2 separate regions of the Danio rerio genome follow, and region 2 is linked to region 1. A link is a contact called in public HiChIP or PLAC-seq data. All regions are on one chromosome and are shown on one strand. The core of a region is the stretch at or near the end of the contact, and the rest is flanking DNA. Distances in the headings are between cores, read along the strand shown. Region 1 holds the start of kdelr2b (KDEL endoplasmic reticulum protein retention receptor 2b). Region 2 holds the start of nt5m (5',3'-nucleotidase, mitochondrial).

Evidence for each region. HiChIP or PLAC-seq counts read pairs in DNA pulled down with a chosen protein or histone mark.
Region 2: a contact with region 1 is called in an H3K4me3 HiChIP or PLAC-seq map of gastrula embryo, with 4 times the contacts expected there. The contact joins the promoter of nt5m here to the promoter of kdelr2b in region 1. A contact is called at or near these places in 2 of 18 Hi-C or Micro-C datasets (caudal fin and an unstated tissue) and 1 of 4 datasets of contacts at active chromatin or transcription factors (gastrula embryo).

Annotation. Positions count from the first base shown.
Region 1 is chr12:1,192,808-1,198,492 of GRCz12tu, reverse strand. It overlaps kdelr2b (KDEL endoplasmic reticulum protein retention receptor 2b), which reads left to right and starts at 3,114. Exons shown (of 5, transcript NM_212695.1): 1 at 3,114-3,299; 2 at 4,740-4,840. The coding sequence starts at 3,209. It overlaps mettl9 (methyltransferase 9, His-X-His N1-histidine), which reads left to right. Exons shown (of 5, transcript NM_001077342.1): 5 at 1-615.
Region 2 is chr12:1,680,447-1,686,131 of GRCz12tu, reverse strand. nt5m (5',3'-nucleotidase, mitochondrial) reads left to right here and starts at 2,561. Exons shown (of 5, transcript XM_073918005.1): 1 at 2,561-2,747; 2 at 4,735-4,835. The coding sequence starts at 2,565.

The DNA.
Region 1 (5,685 bases), core at 1,865-4,364:
AATCTACTTATTATTTGGTCTAATTACAGGTAAATGATTAGCCCTCCTGTGAAATTTAATATGAATATTTCCTGATAATGTTATCAAATATTTAGGTGCTGTTTAATAAATACGGTTTAAAGAAATTAAAACGCAGAAGTATGGAAAAACATATACCTGTAGTCAACATTTGAAGTTGATTTAAGATATTATTATAGTATAATTAACAAAGTACAAATGTTTATACATTGATCCTGTATGTTACTGATTAAATATCGGTATTGTTCAATACACACTTTTATTTTAAAGGTTTTAATTCTTGTTAAATGTTGATTGCTGAAGTTATTCTGAAGTAATAACTGCAGATCCTCATGGTGTGTGTCTCTAATATGTTATTATTATTGTTACATGTTTTCTGTCAGTCTGAACAGAACTTTTGATGAGTCTGAAACATCGTAGGACCAAGTTAAGACATTATTAAATGATGTCTGCTGTTCATTGCACAACACAGCGAGAGTCTAAACATGCATTTGCAGTATGTAGGTTCTGGTTAAGTTCATGTTTTCCTTGTGTATTAGGTATGTGCTGATTTTATCGATCGTGTGTTCACTGTGCAATAAATCTCCTTGAACTTGATGATGAGGTGAGAGGAACTCGTTTGTTATATAATAAAATCTAGTTTATTAGTTAAATGCTTGTTTTGTTAGACAATTAAATGCATTAAATTGAAAGCCAAAGCTAGCAAATTAAATTATTGTCAGGGGGTTATTCTGCTTTTTTATATAAAGTATTAAAAACGCTGCAACTTTTTTAATAATTTAGAACTTGTATTTTTAATATATATATATATATATATATATATATATATATATATATATATATATATAATTTTTTTTAATGTATGTATATATTTGTAAGTATGTATGTATGTGTACATATATGTGTGTGTGTGTGTGTGTGTGTGTGTGTGTGTGTGTGTATATGTGTATGTATATTATATTTTTATTATATATAGTCTGTTTAAAGAAATTAAATATTGCACAAATAATAGACATAAACGTATTTAAATATGAAGATTTATTTATGTATTTGAAGGAATAAACTGGGTGAAAAAAACATGTATTTAACATATAAATGAATACATTCACAGCCATTTTGTTAAAGAAACATTATTTTGTTTAAACGATTTCTCTTTTTTTATTCTTCATTATATAGTTTATTTACTAATTTAAGTTTTTATGTTTATCTGTTTTGATTTATCTTCTCACCAAGGCTGTTTATTTGATCACAAATAGAGTAAATAGTAATGTGTACACGTAAAATAAATCTAAATATTTTAGCCATGTGAATATACTGTAAATGTTATTTATACCTCGTGATTTCAGTCTTCATTATCACGTGATCCTTCAGAAATCATTTTAATATGGTTAATATATCAATAACGTTGAAAACAGTTGTGGAAATCGCTGACATTCAAACGTTAAGGATAAGTAACGAGACACAATTAACATCACAATACGTTCTATTCATCAACATATGTACATGGTTTAGTCGGTGGAGTTGCTTTAGGGGTGTTTAAATAAGAGTTGTAGCCAAACTTACAGATCCTCATGAGCAGGATCAGCAAACTTCACACCCTTCAAAACTCAAAACAGAAATGCAGAATACAAGAGGAAACTCTAGAAGCTCGATGTCGTCCAGCGCGGGCGGCGATAATAATCACGTGTCATGTGATACTTTTCTTCGCGTTGTTCAGGTTGAGCCAATCGGAGTCGAGCGCGGTTACTGGTTAGAAAGTAATTTTATTAAGATCACTTACTTTTCTTTTTATTAGACTGACTTGCATTTATATGTCACATAACATGCTTGAAATTTATATATGTGACCCTGGAGCACAAAACAAGCTTCATGATGCACTGATAATATTTTAGCTATATCCAGAAATATATAGGCCTATATGCGTCAAAACCAAAGTTCAAAACGATTATTGTTTAACATTATCACATAAAAATAATTTTCTATTATTATTTTCTGATGTCCAACTGTAAATACATCACAACTTAATTTTTAAAAACTCTCTCAACTTTATTTACAGATTATTTTTTACCTTCTTAGACTAATAGTAATATCTCCATATAGCCATATTGCTTATTTATCATAACAAATCATACATCAATGAACCTTTATTTATTCAGCTTTCTGTTGATGTGTAAATCTCAATTTAAACTTGCAAGAATGCACACTTATGACTGATTTTGTGGACCTGGGACTTGTGAACATAGTTATACTATTGATTAGTTTATACATCCTATAGGACATTTTGCACATTTAATTGACAAAGTCTCACAAATAATCATTCAAACATAATAAAGGACATAATGAGCACTAAAAGGGGGCCCAAGGTTGATTAAAAGCCAAATCCAATTCTTAAATATTATTTAAAGTGGATAGTTGGTGTAAATGTATTGTTAACCTCCTTGTCCAATGGGTGAGATGGAGAGTTAATAATACAAGCTGTATTTGTATGAGGTTTAATATATATATAATTCATTATATAAGTATGTGTATATTAGTATTCTGTAATAATTCATACTCTATTTTTTAAGTTGTAAATTGTTGTATTCTTAATGTGCATTGTCACTGTCAAATAAACCTGAAATATAAATAAAAAACTACTAATTTGTAGGGTAGTATTTAAATTTCTTTTTTTTATTCTTAATAATTGTACTAAAAAGTTGTTTTTTTTCATGCAAAATACACTTGACAATTGAAATGAAATTTATTTTTAAGGTTTAATTTGACCAGAAGGGCTAACAGTGTATTTCATTTTAATACAGCTATTTTTTTTATTTAATTTAATTTAATTTAATTTAATTTAATTTAATTTAATTTAATTTAATTTAATTTAATTTAATTTAATTTAATTTAATTTAATTTAATTTAATTGTACACTCAACACTAACTCCCGTTACTTTTTTGAGCCTCCGCGCGCCCCCTACCGCACGCCCCCGCTTTATATTCCTCATCCCGGGTAGTTCTTCTCCAGTCGCAGAGCTCGGCGCTCATCATCCCGCATCAGCCAACCGTAGCCCGGCGTCAGTGTTGGCCACGTCCGCGGGCCACGTCGCTTTTCTCGCCATCTTTCAGTCGGGAAATCCGTGTATTATTGCGCTTTTTCGGGGATCAGCAGCTCCTTGAGGCGCGTTCACCACAACCGACCCACAGAACCATGAATCTGTTCAGACTGACCGGAGATCTGTCGCATTTAGCGGCCATCATCATCCTCCTGCTGAAGATCTGGAAGAGCAGATCCTGTGCAGGTGATTTCAGTCACTCCTCCACTCATAACACCCAATTTAACACTCTTGTTACTAGTGAAAATGCAGCATTCAGTTTCTTTTGGCGGGTTTCATTTGTTTACGTGCTAAAAATACAGTTGGTGTTTCAAAACTAAGCTTAATTTGAGGTTTCCACAGTCATTACTGAGGTAAAGTTGGTTTTACATTCGCTCATTCGTTCATTCCAACAGTGCTTATAATGTTTATCACGCTACTTTTAATATTAAGTCATGTAAATATGACTTTAAAACAACATTAGCGCTGTTTAACTGACTGAATAATGTTTAATAGTTGTTAGTTGCTAATCCCTTACTGGAGTTTTGCACCTCTAATCATAGTTTTACCACTGAGGTAAACTGAGGTCATACAAATGTAAGTCAATATATGTTTACTGTTTTACTAGGTTAATTTTAGGCTATTTTACTAACTTTAAAGGTTAATTGTAGTACGGGGATACCCACTCGTGCACTGCTTAGGGGTAATTTTAAGTGTATGTGTGCTTTGCTATAAGGTTAGCGAAAGTTTGTGTGTCTGATATATTTATTTAGGCTCATTCTCCAATGCTAGGCCTCATTTAAATGATTCCTGAGCTTTTTAATGCATGTTTTGAACTAACTAAAGGCCTGTCAATCAGCTTCTTCCCTTTGGAGCTTTGCACTGGGCTGGTTATCTGCTGGTAGATGACTAACTTTTAGTGACTTCATTCATTCTGATTGATTAATGCGTTACTCTGACCTCTGACGTGGCGGCAGGATCTCATTAACATATATTGACGCTCATTATAATGACTTAAAGGGCAGCTAATATGCAAAACTCGCTTTTATATGGGGTTTACCCCAGTTGTGTGTCAGATATTTGTGAATCTACATGAATTAATCTATTGTTTATAATCAGACTTGATGAATGAAACACTTCGATTGACGTTCTCCCTTTCTATGTGTCATCAGAAAGGGAAAGCCCCGCCCACTAGTGCCCATCTCTCCCTCATTACCATAAACAGCAGCCCTGAGTGAGAAGCAGCCGCCTGTCCATTAGCCATTAGTGTTTAAGCTGCTGAAAATAATGTCAGCATAGACTAAGAGGATTATAGATGAGGAGTTTTAGATGAATGGCGACATAGACTGACAGAAGCATGAAGCACATTTGCATGTGTAGCTCCGCCCTCTTTTAAAAAAAGCCTGATCTCATTTGCATTTAAAGTGACAGTCACCAAAACGCCACAATTAAGCCTGAAAGGGTCTGTTTCCGAGAGCTAGAGAACATTACTTGTGTGCTATTTTGAGCTGAGATTGAAACACACACACACTCTGGAGACATCAGAGACGCATCTTGTGCATAATAGGACCCCTTTAATTTTAGAGGAGCTCTTCATATTAGATGTTCAGAGACAGTTTTGTTAACATGGATCTGTTGGATTTGCAGGGATATCTGGAAAGAGTCAGATTCTCTTCGCATTGGTGTTCACCACTAGATATCTGGATCTTCTGACCTCCTTCATTTCCTTGTACAACACCAGCATGAAGGTAAAGTTCATCTGTGTGTGTGTTTGTGTGTGTGTGTGTGTGTGTGTGTGTGTGTGTGTGTGTGTGTGTGTGTGTGTGTGTTTGTGTGTGAGTTGCAGAATTTGCAGGTATATTTCAGGCATTGTCCATTCATTTTGGTTAAACTTGCACGATGCACAGTTGAAGTCAGAACTATTCCACAGGAAGTGACATCGCATACGGTCTAGTCGCAGGAGTTCAAATATTTCAATGCATCCGCAGCTTAATTCGGATCCGATTTTTCCGCATACGGAGATAATCGGAACTCTACGCAACTCCCGGACTTCTCTCCATTGGAAATGAATGACTTCCTGTTTGTTGCTTTTCGTTTGTTGTGTGCAGTGGAAAGGAGGCTTTAAAGCAGGCATGTCCAAACTCGGTCCTGGAGGGCCGGTGTCCTGCAAAGTTTAGTTTCAATCCCAATCAGACACACCTGTGCTGATATGCAGGGTGATATGACTGTGGCTCAAAGATGAAGATTTGGCTTATCCGCAATGTTTGCATGTGCTCATGTATTAAGTACCCATAGATATATACACTAGATATCGCATAGGGACCCTGAGCATGCGTCAATAGCGCCGCCACATTGGTACAGTGCTCCCAGGACAAATGTCATTCATCCGCACTAGACAAGACAGTGTTACTACGTGAAGATGCGGGACTGTAGCGCTGTCTACGGGTGTAGTAACGAGCAAACAAAGAAAACAAAGCACAAAGGCAGAACATTTCATAGGTAATATTAAGTTTATTTCTGTTTTTGCATGTTCTGAACTTTTGTGCTAATCAGGTAACGTTATTGATGATGACAGTCACTTACTGCATTCACC
Region 2 (5,685 bases), core at 1,312-3,811, 490 kb before region 1:
GCAAAGATTGTATTCGTTTGTTAAAATATTGGTAACAATATTATACCCAACTTATATAATATATATTAACCCTCTTGTGTAAACAAATTAAAACACATAGGACCATAGGAAAAAAAAAAAAAAAAAAAAAAAAAAAATATATATATATATATATATATATATATATATATATATATATATATACATATAATTTTTTTTTATTTACCAGTAGCAGTCCTGATTAAAAATACAAACATTCATTTTAAATATATAGATTTAATTAAAAAAAAAAATCCATATTATTTTCCATATGATGAAGGCTAAGCTGATTTATTACTATTATAAGAGAGGAATCAATATTTGCCGAAATAGCCCTGACTTTTAATCTGGAAAAATGAAAACATGTGGTCAGTAAACAAATTAGCATGGCATGTTTGTTGAATTTTTGTGATTGGTGGAGATTTTTGATGGAATTATGGGTAATGTAGTTTTCCCCATTTAATACACATGTTGACAAAAACAAGGCTAATGAATTCAGCAAATCTTGAAGATCAAAAGTAGATCTGTCTTTATCGATTTATAAACTATCCTTCAAAATCAACACCCAACCGAAAAAACTAATCGGATTTTCTACTTCCGGAAAAGGTCCCACCGGAATTAAAACAATGCTCTTCCTTTTTCTATCTTGGTTATATTCCATTTAATCTATATATACTACATTCAACCGCTAGTTTACAACATGATAATAACAATGTTAACCACGTGGCTACATTAAAACAATATAGAACGTTATATCATGATGAGAAGCTAACACAATAACAACCAAACGAAAAACAAATCAGATTTTCTACTTCTGGAAACGGTCCCACCAGAATAAAAACAATGCTAACGTTCACACAAGTGTGCGATCTTTCTTTTTCTATTTCGAAGTTGGTAATATTCCGTTTAATCTACACACCACATGTAACTACTAGTTTACAACATGATAGTAACAACGTAAACCATGTGGCTACATTAAAACAATATTTGTTATATCATAACGTACTTGAATCTCAGTGTTTAAGTTTAGCTTTAGCCGCACAGCTGGAAACAAATCCACAAACGAACGGTGAGCACTGGAAAATTATGGGTGGATGGATGGAATTATGGGTAATGTAGTTTTTCACAATGATACATGAGTGTGCGATCTCTTTCTTTTCTCTATCTCGGTTATATTCAGTTTATCTATATACTACGCATAACCGCTAGTTTACAATATGATAATAACAATGTAAACCATGCGGCTACATTAAAACGACACACACTACTATATTATTGCGTACTTAAAACTGAGTGATGGCGTTTAGCTTTAGCCGCACAGCTGTAAACAAATACACAAACGAAAGGTGAACACTGGAAAAACACGAGACCCTGTGACCCACACTAACAACCCAACAAACAAAACGAGTTCACGATGAGTAAAACAATAGTGAGCCCCCACAATGAGAGAAGCTAACACTATAATCAGCTCTCTCCAACAATCCTACTGAAAAAAACTTTGTAAACCAGCCTAGGCTGATAGCCTGGTTTTAGAGGGGTTTGGGCCACTTCCAGGCTGGTCTTTACTGGTCAGGCTGATGACCGGCTAAAACCAGCTTGACCAGCCTGATATAAGCTGGATATAACTGGTTTTGGCTGGGCTCCCAGCCTGACTAGGCTGGTCAAGCTGGTTTTAGCTGGTCAGGCTGGAAACCAGCCTGGAAGTGCCCAAAACCCCTCTAAAACCAGCCTAACGCACACTAGCTAGTGACCGACAGAGGTTTATGATGACTTTACTTGCAAAAATCACACAATAGCTTAAAAGAAACACTTTTTCTGTGCACTTTTTTTGTTTAATTTTCGTGATTGGTGGAGATTTTCGATGGAATTATGGGTAATGTAGTTTTTCTGCAGGTGCTTGTAATCACAATTAAAACACATTGAAATTGAAGACTGATGAATTCAGCAAATCATGTAGATCAACAGTAGACCCGTCTTTAACAATTTATAAGTTATCCTACATAATAAACACCTAAATGGAAAAACAAATCGGATTTTTTCTACTTCCGGAAACGGTCCCACCGGAATAAAAACAATGCTACACAAGTGTGCGATCTCTCTCTTTCTTTTTCTATCTCGGTTATATTCAATTTAATCTAACCGCTAGTTTACAACATGATAATAACAATGTAAACCATGTGGCTGAATTAAAACGATATAACGTTAAATCAAAACACACTTGAAGAGGTGTTTGCGTTTAGCTTTAGCCGCACAGCTGTAAACAAATACACAAACGAACGGTGAACACTGGAAAAACACGAGACCCAGTGACCCACACAAACAACCCAACAAACAAAACGAGTTCACGATGAGTAAAACAATAGTGAGCCCCTACAATGAGAGAAGCTAACACAATAATCAGCTCTCTCCAACAAATCTGCTCACTTTATAGGTGCTAACGCGCACTAGCTAGTGACTGACGGAGGTTTATGATGACTTTACTACCGAGAATCACACGATGGCTCGGGAGAAACACTTCCTCGGTGATTTTTCACGGGAAAGCGAACATGTCCAGCGGGAACCGGAGGCTTCGGGTGCTTGTGGACATGGATGGGGTCATTGCGGACTTCGAGGGAGGATTCCTGAAGAAATACAAACAAAAATACCCGAACGAGCCCTTCATTTCGCTGGAGGACAGACGGGGATTCTGGGTGTCCACTCAGTATGGAGAAATGAGGAGTGATTTATGTGTGAGTGAGAAATAATCTCAGATTTATGTGTTATGTTTGATATACATTAATCTTTTATGGCTGTCCCATTGCGTGTATAAATAGCACTGCCCCTGTTTTACGGAGATAGTTTCAATTCACGTGTTGCCTTTAGCTGGTGCTGTTTTAATTTAATTATGCTAAATGTATTTTCTCCATTTCTAATCTCTCATGGATATACATGAGTGATATTTCAATGTTATTTTGATCACAAAAATATGTATATATAATATATAAAGGCACAAAACTGCAAACTGAGCATAAATATATCATCTAATTTAGATTACTAGAGTACATTTTGGTGTAGATAATAGAAACCTACATAATAATATAGGTTTTACTCAGAATCTCCAGTAATATGTATTGGTATGGTCATATTTAAGTGCTTAGTTTTATAGCAAAACTCTAGTTTCCAAAACATATCCAATTTAAAAACAATGATAATTGAAAAGCAGATATATAATAACAATGATGATTGAAATGTAGATAAATAAATGACCTCCAAAGTCTGGAAGTGTATTCCACCGCTGGGAAACAGAGAGGGTAAAGGTTCTGGAAATAAAACTTATTCAAAAACCTGATGATCATATTTGATACTCACAATTATAAAACATTTACTTTAGATAAAAATAACAATCATGACTGAAAAGTAGATATATAATAACAATGATGATTGAAATGTAGATAAATAAACAACCGCCAAAGACTTGAGGTGTTTAGAGACTCTCGAAGTTCATTCCACCGGTAAAAAACAGAGAAAGTAAAGGTTCTGGAAATTAAACATATTCAAAAACCTGATGATCATATTTGATATTTGTTACTCGTGATTACAAAACTTATTTACTTATCATTAAAATGCGTAAAAGTCTGACAGCAAAATGACAATAGTAGATTGAGTAGTAGTACAGCAAAGTCTTGATTATATTGATTGCTGTTATAGACCCTGAATTATTATGAATGAAACCAATACAGGCTCTATAGGGTTAAACTTGTCTAACTGTCTTTGCTGGTCTCCTGAAGTATACAGGGAGGCCGTTTTGCTAATTTTAGAAGGGTATTTGGGGTATTTTGTCAGGTGGTCATACTAGAAGACGAGCTTTCTGACCAGCTAAGATTAGCCAGACCAGATAAAACTATTAAAACCAAATCAAACATAATAATTTGTCTGTCTATATCAAATTGGTAATATAAAATATATTAAGTATTATATTATAATACATTAAATTGTACTACAAATTACAATTATAATGTAATTTATAATTGTAATAATTATAAATTATAATTACAAATTACTGAAAAATGTGACCCATATATATATATATATATATATTTTTTTTTTTTTTATATTTATATTTATATATATATATATATATATATATATATATATATATATATATATATATATATATATATACATACACCATTTTGTATATATATATTTTGTATATGTATATTTACATATATATATATATATATATATATATATATATATATATATATATATATATATATATATATATATATATATATATATATATATATATTCCATTTTGAGGAACGTAAACAATAACAAAGGCCTTAACAAATCTCTTGTTTTACATTTTTAATTTCGATAGCTTCAGAGAATCCAAAAAGGTCTGCATATTTATAAATTATGTTATGATAGCAGTTTTAATGTTATGATTGAATTACCTCCTTATATTGACATTAGCACATTTTAAAGGGTCTATATAGAATGTATATCACAAAACACAATCTCTTAAACCTTAACTAAAATTTAAATGAAAGCAGAATATATATAAATGACAATAGTATATATATATATATATATATATATATATATATATATATATATATATATATATATATATATATATATATATATAAATAATCCTACTATCCAACTATTACTGAATCTACAGTAATATCTAAGTGGTGTTAAATGAACTCCCGTTTCCACTGACTGCAGGAAAAAGCCATCAGCATTTGGGAGTCCAAAAACTTCTTCATGGAGCTGGAGCCTCTTCCTGGAGGAGTGGAGGCTTTAAAGGAGATGGCCAATATGGAGAAGTAAGTTCAGATACAGGTTTACCATCACACAATGCTGACAGATTCAAGCCAAGATATCTATATCTTCATTTCTTAAAGGGACAATTCACCTAAAAAGAATGTTTACTCTCCCTCAAGTGGATATAAAGATGAATTAGTTTATTTTTTCTGTTAGACACGCAAAACATTTTGAAGAATATCTTTATTCTATTATGGAATGCTGGAAAATGGTAGCCATTGACTTCCATTGTAGGGTCAAAAATGCAATATTTACTAGCCAATGGTGACCAGTTTCAAGTATTCTTCAATAGAATAAAGAAATTCAGGTTTTAAATTAAAGTCAACGGTAAGTAAAAGATGACAGAATTGTAATTTTTGTGTAGACTATCGCTTTAAAGCAGTGGTCTCAAACTCAGTTCCTGGAGGACTGCAGCCTTGCACAGTTGAACTCCAACCACCTCCAACTCACACTTGCTTAGTAGTCTCTAGTAGTCTTGAACACCTTGATTAGTTGGATCAGCTGTGTTTGATAAGAGTTGGAGCTTAACTGTGCAGAGCTGCAGCTTATCAGGAATCCAGTTTGAGACTTGTGCTTTAAAGCAGGGGTGTCAAACACAGTTTCTGGAGGGCTGCTACCCTGCGCAGTTTAGTTTCAACTCAACTCCAACACACTTACCTGTAGGTTTCAAACAAGCCTAAAGAACTCAATTACTTTGGTCAGGTGTGTCTTTTTAGGGTTGGAATAGCTGTGGCCCTCCAGAACCTGAAATTGACACCTGTGCTTTAAAGGCACAGCATGTAATTTTGGTTTCAAACCATACTGAACTGACATTAAACACTAAAAACTGAACTACCCTGATCCAGTAACTAT